Regions from separate parts of the Gossypium hirsutum genome. Here region 2 is linked to region 1. Evidence: chromatin contacts called from public Hi-C data. All regions are on one chromosome and are shown on one strand. Each heading gives the region's core, a stretch centred on a gene start, on an enhancer-like site or on the middle of the called end of the contact. The rest is flanking DNA. Distances are from core to core; before and after follow the strand shown. Region 1 holds the start of LOC107890484 (SNF1-related protein kinase catalytic subunit alpha KIN10). Region 2 has its middle 6.8 kb from the start of LOC107892815.

Region 1 (2,846 bases), core at 44-2,543:
TAGTGATCTTCTCCACGATTATTGGAAGCTTATTGAGGAAGGCTGGGTCACTACGGTTAATCATAGGCATCGTGAGGCCAAATTACGAAAATATTTTTTTATAATTAAAATAAGTTGAGGGTACTTTAGTCTTTTACTTTAACAAAAATTAATAAAAACATTTTAATATTTTTTTATACATTTTTATAATTTTTACCTTCATCAGTTGTATATATTAATAATATTAATTAAATTGATTTCACAAGATAAGTTGACAGCAACTCTAGATTGATGAAAACACCGTGATAAATAATTGTACTCATTTAATCTATGTGTTTAAATTTAATCTATTTTTTCATTTTAATATCATACATATTTCAATTGTTATTATTAATTAGTTTTAAACCATACATTTTATTATTTATTATATGTCATTTTCAAATACACATTTACATTATAAATACGTGGTTCCCACGCGTGTAGACATATAATAAATTTTTTTATTTTTAATATTATATTATTCTTTAAATATTTTATTTTTACTTCTTATCTACCCATTTATTCTCTTTGTTGATATATTCTCTTTCTTTTAAGTAAATATATAATTTTTTAAAAAAACATCAACATTCGAATCTAAAGATTAATTATATATGAGAGTTTTTTGTAATTTTATTTTAGTATCTGAGTTTATCTTGTTTATAAATTCTTAAATTGTTTATTATTTTTCAAAAAAAATTGAAATATGATATGTATTCTTTTAAATTTATAATATTTCTATATTCAAATTCATTTAAATATTAAAATATTTTAACAGTAAATTCTAAGAATTACTTTTAAAATTCACAATATTTTAGCAAAACCTAAAATTAATCAAATCTAAAATTCTCTAAAAATGTGCATAAAAAATCGGTGAATATATCTAAGAAGTCCCTCTATTATAGGGACTTGATCAAATTAATTCCTCTACTATTACTATTAAAGAGAATAAAAAAAGACCAAATTGAAATAGAGTTAACATTTACTAATTTTTAAAAAATTATTTACTGTTTAATAGAGTTAATATTTTTAAAGTTAATATTTTGTTTAGAATTGAATTGCAATTGAAAACATAAATTTCAAGATATTTTTTATATAGTAAATATTAGATCTATTATAATTTGGATTTGTTTGATTCTCTTAATAGTATAGGGGTTAAATCGACCCATTTATTAATAGAAGGACTAATTTGATATAATCCTTATAAGACAAGGACTTCCTAGGTACTTTTCTCTCTCAGAATTCGAACAAAACGACAAAAAGTTGGGGAATATCACTGTTATTCTATCAAAGCCTAAGGGCAAAAGAAGAAGAAGAAAAAAAGTCAGAATTTTAACCAATAAGAAAAAACTCTCGCTCGCTCGTTCGCTTGTTCCTCCGATTGGATTCTCCGTCAAAAGAAAACCTAAGGCAGGCAGTTCCGATCGAATCAGGTAGCCTTACACTTAATATTTTTCATTTTTAGCAGTTTTGATTTAGTTGATTTTTATTTTTATATTTTTTATTTGGTTTTTAGTTAAGAAAAAGGAAAAAAAATGGATGGATCGGGAGGAAGAGGAGCGGATAATGTATTATCGAATTACAAGCTTGGAAAAACGCTTGGAATTGGGTCGTTTGGAAAGGTTAAAATTGCTGAACATTCTTCGACTGGTTATAAAGTTGCTATTAAGATTCTTAATCGGAGAAAGATTAAGAATATGGAGATGGAGGAAAAAGGTACTTTTTTTGAAACAAATTTGAAATATTTTTTTAATTTTTTTAGAATTGAATTTTATGTTTTATTTTAGTTGTTGAAGTAAGAAAAAAGTTTGAGCATTAATGATATAGTAATTTATTAGAATAACAATATTCGTGACCTTAATGCTTTGTTTGGTAAAGTTGAAAGAAATTTGGAAAGATGAAAAGTTGGAGGGGAGAAAATAGAAAGAAAAAAAATATTTTTGCTGTGCTACGACAGATAGAAGAATGAGAAGAACAAATAATTTGAAATGAATTTTTTTTTGCCCGAAAGGTGATTCGAAATGAATTATTTTTGTACATTAAGATTTGAAATACTTCTCCACTCTCCTCTCTTTTCACTATTTCACTCAACCAAGAACAATTTTAATTTACTGATTATAAATTAGATTTCTCATATTAATTTTTGAATGGTTTTCTTAAGTTTGTTATTTTGAAGGATTTGATTTCTTAGGTTCTGTTTGATTATTGTTTTTGCTACATGTTATCTTGCTATCGGAAAAGGTAATCAATTAAAACATTATAAACTGTCTTGGTTCTGACGATTCGTTACTTTGAATGATCAAATCTCTTGGTGCTTTATTTCTGTTAAAATGGGAATAATTCCTTAATACAAAAAGAGGACTTTTGGTAGCTTTCTTGAATCTTAATCGTGTTTTGCTTTCATGAGTCTTGCATGTTGTAGTCAAATTTTATAGAATTATTGAAACAGAAAGGCTTAATATTTGGTGCAGTTAGAAGGGAGATTAAGATTTTGAGATTGTTTATGCACCCTCACATCATACGACTGTACGAGGTCATAGAGACAGCGACGGATATCTTTGTGGTTATGGAATATGTGAAGTCCGGAGAACTCTTTGATTATATTGTGGAGAAAGGAAGGTTGCAAGAGGACGAGGCTCGCAACTTTTTTCAGCAGGTCTGGTTGGAAGTTCTTATTTATTACTATTATTGACTTTCTTTTTCTTCTTAGAAATTACAAGTATGAAATCTTTGGAAGCAGATAATTTCTGGGGTGGAGTACTGCCACAGAAATATGGTGGTTCATCGAGACCTTAAGCCTGAAAATTTGCTTCTGGATTCCAAATGCAATG
Region 2 (2,918 bases), core at 22-2,521, 82 kb after region 1:
GATTTAGTAAGCAATTTGGATAGAGTACTAATGAAGGGTTAAGTGAGAGTAGAAGCCTGCATTACCAACCAAAACAAATAAGCAGTTTTGTATTGTGTTTCTGCCTGTTATATGTAGCTAGTAATCTTCCCAGCTATGTAGTTTGAAAATGAATCAGGTTGTTTGTTTATCACCTGAATGCTGCTAGTAACAGCAGCATTATTCTATTAAGTTTCTACTACCGGCTTTACTTGGAGAAATAAAAAAATATCTACTTTTTCCAGAAAAATTAACACAAGTGTATGCGTCCCTTGCTCTAAATCTATTAAAATTATTGATCTCTTTTGTTTCATTTCATATTTACATGAGTAAAATCTGTATCAAATAACAATCTAAAATATCTTTAAAAACAAAAAACAAAACAAAACAATCAATACAGAAAAGTATAGAAGATGTTAAAACATATGGACATCAAAGCACCAGAACATAGAAGATGTTAAAAAAGTGAATATATCATTAGAACCCACAATGTTAACATCCTCTTAATATTTAAACCCACAATGTTATCATTAGAAAATTTCAAGAAATGCAAATAAACAGAACTTAACTAGTCGAAATCAGAAGCCATTCGGAAAACAATCAAAGAACAAGAAGAGAACCACCTTCAAAAACTTTTCATCTGTTCAATCAAACATACAATAAAATCAGTCAAAGAAAAGCCCAATGGAAATCATATGAAATACTTTAAAAAGAATCAAAATTAGGAAAACAAAAGATTCAGATCAAGACCAGGTAAGTGAATGAGGTTTATTTTGGTGCATAATATAACAAATATTGCAGATTTGAGGAGAAGCAAAACCAACCTGTAAAATGAACAAGGAAGTGCGAGCTGCTTTGAAACTGGTACTCACCTGTCAAGCTGTTGTAGAGTTAGGAGTAGAAAGAAAAGAAAAAATGATCTTCCCTGCCCTAACCCAAGAAATCGATTTTAAGTAAAGAGTGAAAAAACATTTTTTCGTTCCTGATAAAAAAAAAAAAAGAAACATAGGAGAAGATGAAGCTGAGGGCATAAATCGGTTTTAAGTACCCAAACGTAAGAAGAAAAAATCATAAAGAAGGAAAAAAAATTACCTGGTGAATCAATGGAAGGGAAACGTAGGAGAAGATTGTTGAAGCTTGAGGGCAAAAAATGAAAAAGAAAAAAAGAATAGGGAATGGAATCCCTAATCAGCGTTTGGTGGTGGGCCCGTTGAATTGGGGAGGAATGCATTCCTATTCCCCTAACCAAACATGCTCTTATTTTCTAAGATGTAGTGATAGAGATTACGCTACATGGCATCTAGTATACTTATGCTTGATATGTGGCCATCATAGTCTTCTTCTTTAATATTGATATATTGGTCGACTGCACTATATGAATGAATTTCCCTTGTATGATATTGATGTCATCTAGGTTAGCAAGGTATAGTTTCTTTATGATACACTTGCAGAGAATTAGGGCAAGGGGTATCTAGCTGGTTTCTAAGTTACTATCAATTTTTAGGACACACATAAACAATTGATCTGGAAATAGGTATCTCAGAACACAGAATACATTTGAATATCCTTTTTTATAAACAATTGGTATTTATCCTATGGGTTGGAACTCCTGGACGCCTTGTGGATTACCTTACCAATGCTAAAGGTTTTTCTCTTCGTATGTTAAAATATTTTGTAAGAATCTTTTCTACTCCTGCCTTTTATTTTCTCAAATTCCCTTTTTTTATTTAATATTCATGGTCACATTTTAGTTTGAAAGACAATGACTAAGTCTTATTTTATAAAAGTTTTTTTTTATTCTTTTTCCACACTTTTTATTGAGGCATCCCTTTGTCTTTTAAATTTGATAAATCTATTGTATTAGATTTCTTACAAGTTCTGTTAAATAAATTTTCCATCGTTGAACTGCCAAATTCTACTTTGTTAATTTCCACCTTCATGATATGAATGCCAATGTCTCAAGGTATCCATGTTAGTTGTTGCTTGATATAATTGGAGTAAGTGAGTATTAAACTACCTACCTTGTGACTTGCATTTCTTGTTGATTGTTAGTTATGTATATATTGTTGAAATAATATTTTTATTTATTTAATAAGTCCTAGATGGGGCAGATAGGTTGCTGAATAAGGATTTTGAAAAAGCACTAACGATATTTTGAATGTTATTCCTCGGGATAGGTACACGTATTTGTTTTCTACAACCATGACCAAAAAGGTATGTGGGGGAAAACAAACATTTTACATATTATATAAGAAATATGTCCATATGCTATCTTGAACATTGTTCCTCGTGATCGGGACAGGTTTGTTTTCTACGACCATGACCAAAAAAGCTATAACTGGGAAACAAATATTTTATGTATTCTATAAGAAACATATACATATACTATTTTCTGTTTCTCATGTAGTTGAACCTTGTTTGATCTTGGTTATTGTTAGTTAATATCTTTGCAAAAAGAAGGAATTAGTGCATTGGCTGCTCTTTATTTTTGTATTACTTGTATGCATGTAATTTCTTATTATGACCTAAAAATTATCTAATATATTATACAGTTTGATCATTTGGTTTGATTTTTTTCCCTTCATGGTGCCTTATTTAGTCTGCCATTAGGGAACAATAATTTCACAATTTCATCTGATCTTTACATTATGAATGTCTTTATTTTGTAGTGGAAGTTTGACTACAATGTTGATGATGCTATTTAAGCAAAAAATTTCTGCAATCTCCTTCTCTAATTTTAATGTTCTAAAAACTTTCGATTTTTTTCCTTTTTTTAGATTGAAAGTGCCTCAAAATATTCTACTATTGACACATTGAAGAAACAATATCGGTTTATACCTGCGAAGTATAAGGTTTCTTATTATTAATAGCATTAGAATTCTTTTTCAAAGATGTGAACT

What was found. A called contact is a pair of places that touch in the nucleus more often than the background predicts.
Region 2: a Hi-C map of leaf shows a contact between it and region 1, with 2.1 times the contacts expected there. The contact joins the enhancer-like site here to the promoter of LOC107890484 in region 1. A contact is called at or near these places in 6 of 34 Hi-C or Micro-C datasets (callus, leaf and petal).

The regions. Positions count from the first base shown.
Region 1 is chrD09:2,942,742-2,945,587 of Gossypium_hirsutum_v2.1, forward strand. It overlaps LOC107890484 (SNF1-related protein kinase catalytic subunit alpha KIN10), which reads left to right and starts at 1,294. Exons shown (of 11, transcript XM_016814935.2): 1 at 1,294-1,448; 2 at 1,532-1,731; 3 at 2,487-2,671; 4 at 2,756-2,846. The coding sequence starts at 1,551.
Region 2 is chrD09:3,025,185-3,028,102 of Gossypium_hirsutum_v2.1, forward strand. No RefSeq gene overlaps it. Among protein-coding and RNA genes, the nearest start is that of LOC107892815, 6.8 kb to the left of the region's middle. Within about 2 kb of position 1,272, at least 9 of the 9 cell types and tissues checked have an H3K27ac peak or open chromatin away from gene starts, as enhancers often do. A contact at or near this core is called in leaf, where this site is marked.